3 separate regions of the Mus musculus genome follow, and all the other regions are linked to region 2. A link is a contact called in public HiChIP or PLAC-seq and promoter capture Hi-C data. All regions are on one chromosome and are shown on one strand. The core of a region is the stretch at or near the end of the contact, and the rest is flanking DNA. Distances in the headings are between cores, read along the strand shown. Region 1 holds the start of Onecut3 (one cut domain, family member 3). Region 2 holds the start of Fam174c (family with sequence similarity 174, member C). Region 3 holds the start of Polrmt (polymerase (RNA) mitochondrial (DNA directed)).

Region 1 (4,719 bases), core at 156-2,655, 320 kb after region 2:
CTTGGTTTGCTTTGTTTCCAGCCTGATAGCCCAAGCCATTGGTGGGGGCATCCCTTGAGTGAGCGTCAGAGCCCATGGGTGACTCAAGCTCCAGAACAAATGCCAATAACCCTCCCTGGCAGTGAGCAGGGCAAGGGAGGCAGGGGCTGAGGCTGAGTGAAGACACCCTCCTAACACAAGGTCCCCCCAGAGTCTGGCATGGCCACCCTGGTAATCGGTAATCTCTTCTCCACAAACCCAAGGGGTCTTGTTCCCAGGTGCTTTGTGCCTGTAGGGTGCCATCCATGTACCCCTTCTGTCCCCCTTCACTGTCTGCAGGTGGGAAAGGGAGAGAGAGAGAGAGAGAGAGAGAGAGAGAGAGAGAGAGAGAGAGAGAGAGAGAGAGAGATCCTAGGCTAGCTATCTCAGTCTGAAAAAAAAAAAAAAACCCCAAACCCAAGCTGGTCTAGAGATGACCAGTCTCAGACAAGACATCCTTAGACCCCAGAGATATTGGGGACAGGAAGTAGCCAATTACACGGGACTTAGGAGGAATTTTCCCCTCTCTCTTCCCCCCCTCTCTGTCATCTTTTCCATGTGTAGCCCTGACTGTCCTTGAATCCAGTTCTGTAGACCAGGCTGACCTTGAACTCAGAAATCCACCTGCCTCTGCCTCCCAAGTGCCGAGATTAAAGGCATGTGCCACTACACCGGACCTTGGAGGAATTTATGTTTGCTTTGATGCAAAGACTCACTATAAAGCCCTTGCCTGACTGGAACTTGCTACATAGACCAGGCTAGCCTCCAAATTAACGATCCACCTGCCTCTGTCTTCCCAATCCTGGGCCTAAAAACCACTAAAGTCCCTGTTAAGAAAGATTTCTGCAGGGCAATTACATTGCACAATTGAAGAAACAGAGGCCCAAATGCCCAAATGCCTGCTTTTCCTTGTGCTTGAGGCCAATGTGTGATTGTTCTGGGGACCTACTAATAGCCCCACTTCATCCCAAAAGAGGTTTTGAAATCTTTGTGTGCATACGGGGAAAACAGCCCATCTTTCTGAGAGTGTCAACAGAGTTGGGGGGCGTTTGTAGCCACACTTCAGGAACTGGGGGCGGGTAGGGGCAGAAGGGGGAATGTACAGGACAGAGAATCAAAGACGCTGATATGAGAACACACACACACACTCACTCACACTCACACAGAGCCAGGACTAGCGGTCCCCCACCCCAATCCCTCAGGTTCTTCTCAGGGCAAGGAGAATGGGGAGACCCAAGAAGCCAGCCTGGTGCTCCAAGGGGTTTGGCGGGTGCAGGCGGAGCGATGGGCGGGGGCGCTGACGTCAGACCCGGGCCGGGGCGCCGGCGGCGGCCGCCCCGCCACATCCTGGTGGCCGCTGCTCGCAGCAGCCGAAGCCGAGCGAGAGCACTGAACAAGCGGGACAGTAGCAGCCGCCGCCACCAGGAGCGTCGGCCAGTGCGTGGGGACCATGCTGCGGCCTTGAGCACACACGAAGAGGACACCCAGGATGGAGTTGAGCTTGGAGAGCCTCGGGGGGCTGCACGGGGTGACACACGCGCAAGCCGGCGAGCTGCTGAGCCCGGGCCACGCGCGCTCCGCCGCGGCCCAACACCGAAGCCTAGTGGCATCGGGGCGCCCAGGCCTGGTGGCCGGCATGGCTAGCCTGCTGGACGGTGGTGGCGCCGGGGGCGGGGGCGCCGGGGGCGCGGGGGCTGCAGGGGCCGCGGGTGGTGGCCCTGACTTCCGTGGGGAGCTGGCTGGCCCCCTGCACCCGGCCATGGGTATGGCGTGCGAGGCCCCAGGTTTGGGTGGCACCTACACCACGCTCACGCCCTTGCAGCACCTGCCGCCGCTGGCCGCCGTGGCCGATAAGTTCCACCAGCACGCGGTGGCTGGGGCGCACGGAGGCCATCCACACGCTCACCCTCACCCGGCCACCGCGCCGCCACCGCCCCCTCCGCAGCGCCTGGCGGCCAGCGTGAGCGGCAGCTTCACCCTCATGCGCGACGAGCGGGCGGCGCTGGCCTCGGTGGGCCACCTCTACGGGCCTTATGGCAAGGAGCTGCCCACCATGGGGTCGCCACTGTCGCCGCTGCCCAGCGCGCTGCCCCCCGCTCTGCACAGCGCCCCGCAGCCGCCGCCGCCGCCACCGCTCGCCGCTTACGGGGCTCCGGGCCACCTGGCCGGGGACAAACTACTGCCACCTGCCGCCTTCGAGCCACACGCGGCGCTTCTGGGGCGCGCAGAGGACGCGCTGGCCCGAGGGCTGCCTGGAGGCGGCGGCGGCGCGGGAGGCGGCGGGGCGGCCGGCGGGGCGGCCGCGGGTTTGCTGGCTCCGCTGGGCGGGCTGGCTGCGGCCGGGGCGCACGGGCCTCACTCAGGCGGCGGTGGCCCCGGAGGGGGCGGTGGCGCTGGCGGCGGCAGCGGCGGCCCGGGAGCCGGCGCTGCAGCCGAAGAGATCAACACCAAAGAGGTGGCCCAGCGCATCACCGCCGAGCTGAAGCGCTACAGCATCCCGCAGGCCATCTTCGCGCAGCGCATCCTGTGCCGCTCGCAGGGCACGCTCTCCGACCTGCTGCGCAACCCGAAGCCCTGGAGCAAGCTCAAATCCGGCCGCGAGACCTTCCGCAGGATGTGGAAGTGGCTGCAGGAGCCGGAGTTCCAGCGCATGTCGGCGCTGCGCCTGGCAGGTAGGGACAAGGGCCCCTGAGGCTCGATCCTGGGGGACATGGTTGGCACAGGATGAAGGACCTTGGCTAGTGCGTCCTGCCAGCCTAGAGGGGGGAAACTGTAGCCTCTGAGGCTGACCCGGGGTCTGCATCGCCGAGTGTCACTAATAGAAAGAGGGCAAATACAATTATTGTTTCCGTCCCTATTCTTTTAGGGACTGTGTAGGGTGTCTAGTGTCTTTGAGGCTGATGTAGACATAGGGTGCTAAACTAAAACAGCCCTCGCGTGGCTCCGTGTGTGCGCGTGTATGCGCGCGTCTGTAGCACGTTCCTTGGGTTCACGATCCCCTGCGATCAGAGGTGCCACTCCCCTCGTCCCCAAACATCCTGCAAGAGGGACCAAAGGCGCCCTCTCTCCACCCAGTCACAAAGCTCTAGGTGCTGACTAGACTCAGCCAAGGCCTGGCCACCGCTCTGCCCCCAGCCCCAGCACCACCACCACCACCGAGCTCTCTTCCTATGCAGCTCAGCCTCTGCCGACGATCGATCCGCTAGTCCCCCATCCCTCCCCCCTCTGGCCGTTGGCAAAGGTCATTTGAGATTGGGGGAGGGGCAGCCCTTGGGACCCTGGGCTCAGTGGCATCCACCAGAGGCCTTCACACCCCCCCCCCCCCGTGGCTCCCAGGGCCTCACTCCCTCCTGTTTTCCTGTCCCCCCTTTCTACTTCTCTCCACGGGGACAAATTGCTGTCCCTCTCTTCGAGCTGCCTCTTCGGTACCCAGTCCAGTCTCTCTTTATTCTTTTCTTCTCTTGCGCCTTGCCTGAGTCTCTCCCACACACAGAAGCATGCGAGCCAGCCCCTGGGGGACCCGTTGTCTCCTCCTTTGGTCTAACCTGTCCCCTCCCACCCCAGCGAGGAATGTGGGGGTGTGCCATAGACCCTACATCCTCCGTGATTGGGAAGGGGTGTCAGGAGGCCGGTGGTCTGGGCAGAGCGTTTTTTCTATGGCGTAGTGGGGAGGGGGCTGTGCACCCCGTTCCAGGGACAATAGCGGTTTCCAGAGCCTCATCGATCCCTCTGCATACAAACACAGAGAGGGGCGGGGCAGCCGGGACTCAAGAGAGGCGCCCCTAAGGCAGGAGCTGAGAACTGGGTTGACTGTACCCCTCAGACCACACTACAAGCCTGTGTGGGGTGCAGAGAAGCAGGGGCCCCTGGGCGTAGCGGGGGGGTAGATAGACGTGGGTTTGGTTGGAGCCTGTGCTACTTGCTCTATCTGTGGATTCTAAGCCCACTGTGCAGGCTGGCACACACACAGACCCACTTTAGTTTCCCCTTCCTCTGGAGTCTTTAGTGGGATAACTCAGTGATGAGATGCGCCCTGTCTTTGGGCTTTTGGGGCCATGCATTCCTGGGGGGTGGGCAGGTGGCACTGGAAGACATTAGGATAAACACACACACAGGTTTATCTGAAGAGCCCTGTTGCTAGTGAGGGACACAAGGACACCTGCCCCAGAACACAGCCCCTATCCTGTCCTGTCCTGTCTTGTCCATGGTTCTCCTCGGGTAGTGTGCCCCCGATCCACTGTCTCCAGGTGATCTGGTGCTCTGTGGATTCTAAGACCAAGACCTCCCCTCCTGGACATACAACCATTGTGTACCCCAAATCCATGCCACTCGCCTGTCACCTGCACGAGTGACGTTCCAATTGCTCTCCTGTGGACACAAAAGGCGGACACACCACAGAACTGCTGGACAACACATGGGCCCAGGGTCCCAGATTCTGTAAGGCCATCAGCCCTCCGTGTCCCACTTGAAGCAAGAGGTTAGCCATTCCAAAGGGAGCCACGGTCAGACTGGCTTCTTGTCTCTCAAAGCTCTGGTGACCAGCATCTCTCCCTAAGACTGTTACAGGATGACTGTGTCACTTCTAAAAGTGTGGCCACCTCAGGGGAGCACAGAGTCGGGTAAAAAATGAGATACCTGGCCTGTTCCAGATCAGCCTTGGAGCCGAGGCTGTCACGCTGTGACCCAGCGCTCCAGGTCCCT
Region 2 (4,730 bases), core at 638-3,137:
TGATCGTTGTGTAGTGAGCACCTTGTTCCCACTTTTGTAGTCCTTTCCGTTCTGACCCGTCAGCAGCCTGCTTCTGACCCAAGATGGCCTCGTGACTAGACCTGTTTTTAAGGAAGCGCTGTCTGTTTTTAAGTATTCTTAAAAACGTTTTGGAAAGCACTTCAGATTTTACTGTTTACCATGAGCCATGGGTTTTTGTTTTTTCTAAATTGTCGGGTTGTGTGGGTTTTGGTTACTCGTTTTTGTTTTTTCAGGTTTTTTGGTTGTGGCTTTTCTTTTTTTTTCTTTTTTTGTGTGGTCGCCCCTGAAGTCTGGCGCCCCACCCCTCCTGAGATGGAATGGACTCGATTTGAGCAAGCCATGGCCCTCCAGCTCCCCAGCCCGGCTGCGGAGTTGCAGCAGGTCCTGCCCATCGGGCACATGTCTCAAGCCCATGGGGAGCATAGCAGTCCGGGAGGCTGTGGAAATGTTTATTTATATTGTCCTTTTTTACCGAAGACATGCATACTCCATCGATGTTGTATTCACAGTGGCTGAGGAATTCTTGTACGCAGTTTCTTTGGCTTCACGAAGCCGATTAAAAGACCGTGTGAAATGAATCTCGCTCTGACCATTTCCCTTTCATTGCCGACACTGAGCTGCGGCTCCGTGGCCAGCAGAGCAGCTAGGAAGGCAGGGCAGTGCGGGAGGCAACAAGCAGCCAAGTGGGGACGGGAGTGGGCAGTGCTGAGGGGCTGCAGGGCGGCAGAGGCCTCGCCCAGTACAGGGCCGGGTGCAGGCAGGGCCAGCGAGGCTGCCTAGCGGCTGCGCCCCGCCAGTTCCAGGCATTCTCTGCTAGCCTCCGAAGCCGCAGCCCTCGGGGGACAGACGCGAGCCACAGACCCTCCGAGACTCGCCCGCTGCTCCCCCGCTAGCTCTGCAGCTGGCCTGTGCCTCGAGGTAACACTTTCGCTCGCGCTCGTGTCGCATCCCTCCGGTTTATAGCTCACTTGGACAGAAACTTAGACTTGGGGTTGACATTTGCTTCCTGGAAGTCTGAGTCAAACTGGTGGTACCTCCCGCCAGTATAACGCGGCCGGCCAGAGCTACCGGGCGCCCTGCCTTTCTGGGCATGTTTTTGGTCCTTGCTTGACAGGCTTTAGACCTGCGCTGCTGCCTTTAGTTTTTGCCCAGAGTCCGTGAAGCTGTTGAGCAGGACAGAGCCCGGCTCTGCTCGAGGCGGGCTGCAAAAGGGCGCTGACGCCCTGGGCATGGCCACCTTGGGACGAACCACTTGGGCGCCGTGAGGGTGGGAGGTGGGAGGGCAGGCGCTGCAGGCCCACAGGGATGCCAAGAGTCACGCGCCTTTGTTTGGCAGGATGAAGGGGAGCCAACCTGAGCCATGGGAGGATGGCTGACTCTGGGTCCTAGAGGGTTCCACAGGATCTGGAGCCATAGACTGCACACAGTTTGCCCGGTGAGTGCCCGAGGTCAAGGCCTGGGGTCCTTGGACACTCCGGGTGCTCAGAGGGTTGAGGGATCCCCCACCCCTAGAAGCTGGACTGGACTTTCCCTGATTGATCTCTTCTCTTCTTTTCCAGGCAATTCCTGAGCTAGCACCTGGCTCGTGGGCGATGCAGGCTTCTGTGGAAAAGATAAAGAAGCTGGGCTGGCGTGGTCGCTGGGACAGAATGTTGTGGGGGCGGGGGGGGGGGGGTTGGGTTGCCTGAATAAAGGGCTGTGACCCAGAACCCCCGACTCTGTGGCTTGGGTCTGAGACGTGGCAGGGATAGGGGTGACTAGGGCGCAGCGGGTAAGAGTCTTAGTGTCCACCCATCTCCATAATAAGGCGCTAAGATGAACAACCCTAGGATTGCGCAGGGCATTGTGGGCGGGGCGGGGCTGTGTGCACTTCCGCCTCAGCTCCGGCATGGCACTACGCATGCTGCTGCTGCTGCTGCTCCTCTGGTGTAGCAACCCTGGTTCCGCTGAAAACTCCAGCCTGCCGGGCCCACCTTATAACCACACAAACGGGAGGCTCCCGGACAGGGACACGGGCTCCGCGGTGCTCCGCTTGTTCTACGTAATCACTGGGCTCTGCGGCCTGATCTCGCTTTACTTCCTCATCCGGGCTTTTAGGTGCGTTAGCGCGGCCAATCAGCATCTAGTGAGTCAGGGGGAGGAGGAAATGGGCGGGAGGGCACGTGATTCAGGCTGCCGACTGGGTTTTTTTGTTTGTTTGTTTTTTTTTTTTTTTTTGGTTTTTCGAGACAGGGTTTCTCTGTATAGCCCTGGCTGTCCTGGAACTCACTCTGTAGAGTAGACCAGGCTGGCCTCGAACTCAGAAATCCGCCTGCCTCTGCCTCCCAAGTGCTAGGATTAAAGGCGTGCGCTACCACCGCCCGGCCGACTGGTTCTTATTCTTGTCTCTTTAATTGTGATTTTAAGGCTGACGAGGTGGGCAGCGACCGCAGTATGGCCATCCTCCTAACTCAGCCTCTCTGGTGGTGTGGTGACAGGGGTGGGAAAAAACGTGCTGTACTGCAAAAACTGCAGAAATTCTTTCCTTGGCTGAGGCTCATAAAAGTTTTGCCTAACACCTGCAAAATGCTGTGTGCTGATACATGTCTGTCATCTCAACACTTGGAACTGGAGGCAGGATGATCAGAAGTTAAGGGTCAGCCTGTGTTGCAATACACTGAATCAAAGAAAAAAGAAACCAGCCTTTCATCTTCCATTTTTTTCTTAGCTGCTATGACAGTGCCTTGTGCTTTAATTAGGAAGCTGTGGCTGGCAATCCAACCCAATAGTATCCATGCCTCTACCTCCGTGGTTTTCACTATGCCAAGAGTTGCTCTTATAGTTTGGGTTTTGTTTTTTTGTTTTTGTTTTTTGGTTTTTTTTTCGAGACAGGGTTTCTCTGTATAGCCCTGGCTGTCCTGGAACTCACTTTGTAGACCAGGCTGGCCTTGAACTCAGAAATCCGCCTGCCTCTGCCTCCCGAGTGCTGGGATTAAAGGCGTGCGCCTCCACGCCTGGAGCACTTGTAGTTCTTATGACAAAGGATTCACATCTGGCAAGTGCTTTGGGGGTGGAGGGAAGCATTGCGTGGGTACCCTGGACTTGGTGTCACCCGTGCTGAAGTTGTTTCTGAGGGTGTTTCTGTCCTGCAGACTCAAGAAGTCACAGCGAAGGAGGTATGGGCTCCTGACCAACACGGAGGAGCATGAAGAGATGGCCTCTCAGGACAGCGAGGAAGAGACTGTCTTTGAAACCAGGAATCTGAGATGGTAGGAAGGACTTCATCACTGAGACAAACTAGCAAGGGACAATGTCTCTAAAAGGGCTCAGGGTCTATCTCAGAGCTAGAATCCCCCAGTGAGGGGCTGGGAGTGTGCCAAGAAGGTGGAGTGTCAATAGGGGTTTTGGAAGCTCTAATGGAAACAGATGTTGGAGGAAAGTGCCACACAGGGAATGTGGTACCACAGAGGGTAGAGCAGAACTGCAATGAGAACAAAGGTGGCTTCCTCAGGGTTCTGAGCAGAGTTGAGTGTCCTGTCCTGGTGATGGCTGCTATAGAGCCAAGACCACAATAGGCACTAGATCTGGCTTTCCAAGGGCCCTGGACACCAACTTTATCATCTTCTGTGGTCTCTTCTCCCTACCCTGGTGGACCTGCAAGGGACATCACCTTCTACAGGCTGGGCTGGGCTGGGTTGGAAGGAGGCCCAACCAGTCCCATCCTTCAATACCATATCTTGTCCTGTTCCTTCCCTTGCAGATGTTGAGATGGAGATGACAGGCTGCAAGGACAAGAGAAAACATGTAGTTCTGTGAGCTCTGATGTCAACCTTCCTGGACAGAGCCTGCACAGGCCCTAGGGGGCAGCATAGAGACCTCATTGAGACTAGCCCACAGACTGGAGGGCCCCAAGGCCAGGCTGATGTGGGCTGCTCCGTCAGCCTGCCTCCTGTAAGGGACAAGAGCATCCTCTGATAAGGTGTGATGGAGCAGGGGGCCTGAGGATCTCTGTGCGCCTTCCTGCTGCTTTGGCAACAATAAATGAAGAGTGGCTTTGTAGCTTATCTGAGACCTCCCCCTTGATGCCACACTCAGGTGTCCTGGTGAAGTGAATGAGGGTGTCATGCCTGGCTGCCCTGCCTAGGACAGGGCTCTCCTGTTCATGTCACTGTCCCTAGAGACTATTCTTTTTCTTTTTCTTTTTTTATAGTATAGAATAGAGTTTATTCGGGGCATGGGGAGGGGAGTTAAGAGGGTAGCAGAGGCAGAGAAAGGCAGAGAGAAGGAGAGAGTAGAGAAATGGGGCCTGGTCATGGCCATGTAGAGAGGGGGGGGAAGGGAATTAGGAGTAAGGGGGCAAGAGGCAAAAGAGAGGCAAGAGGGTAAGAGGGTAAGAGCGAGAGAGACTATTCCAAGGCTCCAGTTATGACACTCTGGCTCAGTGTATAGTCACTTACTGCAGTTTCTCAGGATCCTATGGGCTACAGCTCAGAATTAGCCAGTCACCTGCCTCTCTGGTGCTTAAATTTAGGGAAGAGGGATAGGGATGCTAAGTCACTTGCAGTTTGAGGTCTTAACCTCAGTTTTCCTCAGTGTTGAGTCCACACTGCTTGGTCATAACAACTAATTGCCACCAGGTGGCAGCCACATACCACCTAGCCTGCCTCCCAGCTCCCCCACCCCCGCCCCCGCCCCCAGTTACTCTGGGACCAGGTCTCCTCTATTGGTCC
Region 3 (4,541 bases), core at 1,139-3,638, 430 kb before region 2:
AACTCAGGCGCTGGTTGCCAAGACCAGCTGCTTGTCTCCCCTCCCGGTACTCCAGTCCCTGGCCCAAGGTCAGTGTGAGGCAGGGGCCTGGCTCACAGGTGTACAAAACGAAAGTTGGGAGGAGTGCAGTGCATGCGAGAGGATCAGAGTTCTGGGGAGATCCTGCCTCAGTGAACATCTCGTGGCACTCAGGGCACATCAGAGGCAGAGGACACATCTGTGTGAGGCCACCTGCAAAGCAAACAGGTGGCAGACGGGGACACCGACTTCTTTCTGAAGGGACCCAAGAGACAAAAGGGTGCAAAAAGGCCCTGGGGCAGAACTGGTTGGTCTGTCAGGAGTAGAAGAGTTACATAGCTGCTGTAAGCTCCATGGCCCACAAAGCACTGCCTTCTGTCCCTGACAGAAAGGAGCCTCATAAGAGGGAGCAGGCGCCACACACTAAGTCTGCAGATCCCTCTGCCCAAATGACAGATTCCAGCATGACATACCCTGGAACGTGAGTCAGGAAGCAGTTGCTGCTAAGGGTAGACAGGAGCCACAGTTAGACCATTGTCTTTACCTCCTAACCCACCCTCTAAGCGTCTCCACCTTCTGCAGCTGCCATGCAGACCTGACATAGGATCAGGAGGGAAATCTGGACATCCCGTCTACTAGACTTGGTAGTAAAACACTTAAAATTGGGTTCCAAAGTCAGTGGTCGTGCATGCCTTTATTTTGTTTTATTTTTGTTTGTTTGGTTTTTTTTTTTTTTTTTTTTTTTTTGGTTTTTTCTTTTTTTCAAGACAGGGTTTCTCTGTGTAGCCCTGGCTGTCCTGGAACTCATTTTGTAGACCAGGCTGGCCTCGAACTCAGAAATCCGCCTGCCTCTGCCTCCAGAGTGCTGGGATCAAAGGCGTGCGCCACCATACCCGGCTCATGCACACCTTTAATCCCAGCACTCCAGGGGCAGAGGCAGGCAGACCTGAGTTCAAGGCCAGCCTGGTCTACAAAGCAGCCAGGACTTCCTACACAGAGAAACCCTGTCTCGAAAAACCAAGAAAGAAAAAAGAGAGAAAGAGAGAAGGGAGGAATGAGGAGAGAAAGAAAGAAAGAGGAAGGAAGGAAGGAAGACAGACAGGCAGGCCTGGCAGACAGGCTGGATTCCAGCTGCACCTCGACTCTGCAGGACTAAAACTGGAGACTTCTATGTCAGCATTCCAACAATGCAAATCCGGTATTGTTCAGGTGTATTTGGGGCCTCCACTGTCTTCCTAGAAGTGAGAGCCCCAGGTGGGAATCTGGAACTCAGGGAATGGAATTACAGCAGCTCCCAGAACCAGCACAAGAGGACCCACAGGACCACAGACAGGCCAGCCAGACAACACTGCTCAGTGGACTCTGGACCCCATTTTACATACTCCCTTGGAGTGGTCAGGTACAACGCAGAGCACACTCCCTCAAGGCTTCACTGTGGAGAAGGACTTAGGACACCAACTTACCTTCCAGCAGTTCAGCATGGCCCCACTCCCTCAGGACATGTTGCTCACGGGGACTGGCAGCGGAGCTCCTTCTTGAGCTGCAGAAGCCACCAAAAGTCCCTAGAAAGAGACATGAAGAATAAGAACACAGAAACCATCCTATCAAGTGGACACCGTGGCATGCACACTTATTACCCCAGGTCTCTGGAGGCTGAGGTGGGAGGGTCTCCAATTGGATTCCAGCCTGGGCTACAAAGGAAGTTCTAGGTTAAGCTAGTGTGAGTTCCTGCCTCAAACTTACGTCATGCCCAGAAAGAAATGGATCAAAAGACAAGGACTGCCAGGCATGGGATCTCAGAACTCAGGAGGTTGAAGCAGTAGGACCTGAGTTCAAATAAAGCATCCAGCATGAACCACATGGAAACACCATGGCTCAAAAAAAAAAAAAAAAAAAAAAAAAAAACACGCCCCGCCCACAAATAAATCCAGACCCAGAAAAAGACCAACTTCAAGGGCAGAACAGGCCAAAGCTATAAGGATCGGGGTGCAGGATCCAGCAAGAAGTACTCCTAACTAAAAGTAGCCAAAGGTCAATGCCAATATCCGTAAGTCCCCAACAGTGGGTCAGAGACATGGAAAAGCGAGCAACAATCAAAAGTCAAAGTGCCCTGCGGACCTAGAGAGACGTTGCCAACTAGTGCCCAGCTAAATGGGTCCCCAGAAACTCCTCCATAGGTCAAAGAACAAAGGTTGAAGGTGACCGGGATCCTAAGGAAGGGAAGATTATAGTCCTGGATCCGACACTCCTTTACCTTCCTCCGAAGGCGGGCGGTGGGGCCCAGGGGAGCGCAGAACCCGGCCAAGCCCGGCTGCGCTTCGGGTCCACCGGAGCGCCGACATGCCGCCTGCTGCCCGCAGTGCGCACGCGCACGCGCCGCCTGCAGGGAGCTGTAGTTCTGCGACTGCCGGAAGCGCTCTTAGGGTCTGTCCTGTGAGAGGAGTCGAAGGAGAACTACAACTCCCAAGAGGCAGCGGGCAGCGTGGCGGCAAGAGAGCATGCGCAGAAATACTCTTCTGATTCGTTCTTTTCATATCCAAGTTCCCTCTTTAGTTTTTATATTTTTTTGTTCTTTGATTGACTGGTTTCTGCTTTATTTTATTTGTTCATATATATGTGCGTAACATTTACATATGTGTATATATTATGTACTATATGCACATTTTTGGCACAAAGTCTCACTATTTAACCATGAATGTCCTGGAATTTAACAGGATTCCCTTGAACTCAACAGATATCCTCCTTATACTCCTGCTCTGCCACCCAGTACTGGGACTATAGTCGTGCGCCACCACGCCCAGTCCCTACCCTATTTGTTTCTCCTCCTCTTCCTCCTCCTCCTCTCTGCCTCTCTCTGTCTCTGTCTCTCTGTATGTATATGTGTTTGTGCAAATGGAATCAGGGCCGTAGAAAGATGGAAAAGACGTGTAAATAGTACCACATCGCGATTTCATTCATCCATCCATCCATTCATTCATTCACATTCACAGAGTCCCATGTAGCTCATGTTAGCTTCCAATTTACATGTATGAGAACTAATCTGGAAAGCCTGACCTTGCTGTCTTCTCCTTCCCAGTGTTGGACTAAGGGATCTATCTACACGTAGCCCAGGTTGGTTTCAAACTTCTAATGTGGCCAAAGATGACAGTGAATTCCTGATCCTCCTGCCTCCTAGCTCAGGAAGTGCCGGATGACAGATATGTGCTATCACGCACCAGCATTTTATATTTGAGACAGAATCTCACTAAATTTTCCAGGCTAATTCTGTAGCTCAGACAGTACCCTCCTGAGAAGACAGGACCTGGGCTCATTTTCTCAGTACTAGGGCTTCTACTGTCTGGAGCGCATCAGTGAGAGCTTTGGGTTTATAATCCCAGCCCTCTGGAGGTAAAGGCAGGCGGATTCAAATTTAAGCACATAAAATGCACATAAAACCTTGTCTCAATCAGGCAGTCGGGCAAGCAAACGGACAGATAAACAGACACACACACAAACTCAGAGCTGGGTGTGGTGGCACACACCGTTTTTGCTTTTGTTTTTGTTTTTTTAAAGATTTATTTATTTTATGTATCTGAGTACACTATCTCTGTCTACCAGAAGAGGGCATTGAATTCCATTACAGATGGTTGTGAGCCACCATGTGGTTGCTGGGAAATGAACTCAGGACCACTGGAAGGTCAGTCAGTGCTCTTAACCCCAGGTGGCACACACCTTTAATCCCAGCACTTGGGAGGCAGAGGCAGGCAGATTTCTGAGTTCTAGGCCGGCCTGGTCTACAGAGTGAGTTCCAGGACAGCCAGGGGCTACGCAGAGAAACCCTGTCTCGAAAACAAACAAACAAACAAACCCCAATTAAATAAATAAATATCCTAAAGTCTAGTTGGAGCTGGAGAGATGGCTAATTGGTTTAAAGCATTAGCTGTTCTTCCAGAGGACCCATTCAATTCCCAGCATACACACAGCAGATCAGAATGTAACTCCAGTTCTAGGGAATCCAACACCCTCACACAGACATATATGCAGACAAACTACCTATGCACATAAGATAAAAATAAACTATTAAGAGAGAGACAGAGAAGGAGAGAGGGGGAGGAGGAGAGGGAGCGAAGGAGAGCAAGCAATGTGGTTAACCCTGATTCTCAGTCTTCACACTTCAACTGTGAAGGTTCAGAGAACTCCAGGAAGTGACCCAACTGCACGGGACACTCAGAAAGATGTGTGGGAAAGCCCATGTTTCCTTAAACTTCAATGGAAAATCCACGCTGTGGTTCAACATCATGTTCCCACTCATCCTGGCCTCCACAGGACAGGCAGACAGAACAGAGCAAGAAGAGTGAGCCAGATAGAGACGTGTTGTCAGGTGTAGACAGTCAGATCGTGCCCATGCGGGGCTCAGGGAGGACAGCCCTGGGAACTCCAGCCAGCTGTTATGTGAAAGACTAGCATGACGACAGGGACAGAGGTAGGGAGAAATGCCAGCCAGTGCAAAGGCCCTGGGGCATGAGAAGAGCAGCCAAGCCTCT

What was found. Promoter capture Hi-C pulls out the DNA fragments that hold promoters and counts their contacts. HiChIP or PLAC-seq counts read pairs in DNA pulled down with a chosen protein or histone mark.
Region 1: an HNF4G HiChIP or PLAC-seq map of pancreatic cancer cells shows a contact between it and region 2. The contact joins the promoter of Onecut3 here to the promoter of Fam174c in region 2. A contact is called at or near these places in 1 of 39 promoter capture datasets (fetal liver) and 2 of 115 datasets of contacts at active chromatin or transcription factors (memory CD8 T cells and pancreatic cancer cells).
Region 3: a contact with region 2 is called in a promoter capture Hi-C map of erythroid cells, with 3 times the contacts expected there. The contact joins the promoter of Polrmt here to the promoter of Fam174c in region 2. A contact is called at or near these places in 2 of 39 promoter capture datasets (erythroid cells and neural stem cells) and 1 of 9 other capture datasets (adipose tissue).

The regions. Positions count from the first base shown.
Region 1 is chr10:80,493,501-80,498,219 of GRCm38.p6, forward strand. Onecut3 (one cut domain, family member 3) reads left to right here and starts at 1,406. Exons shown (of 2, transcript NM_139226.3): 1 at 1,406-2,690. The coding sequence starts at 1,508.
Region 2 is chr10:80,171,057-80,175,786 of GRCm38.p6, forward strand. Fam174c (family with sequence similarity 174, member C) reads left to right here and starts at 1,888. Exons shown (of 3, transcript NM_027207.2): 1 at 1,888-2,118; 2 at 3,153-3,269; 3 at 3,761-4,063. The coding sequence starts at 1,910. The coding sequence ends at 3,761. Cirbp (cold inducible RNA binding protein) reads left to right here. Exons shown (of 7, transcript NM_007705.3): 7 at 1-599.
Region 3 is chr10:79,744,193-79,748,733 of GRCm38.p6, forward strand. Polrmt (polymerase (RNA) mitochondrial (DNA directed)) reads right to left here and starts at 2,389. Exons shown (of 21, transcript NM_172551.3): 1 at 2,273-2,389; 2 at 1,482-1,580. The coding sequence starts at 2,360.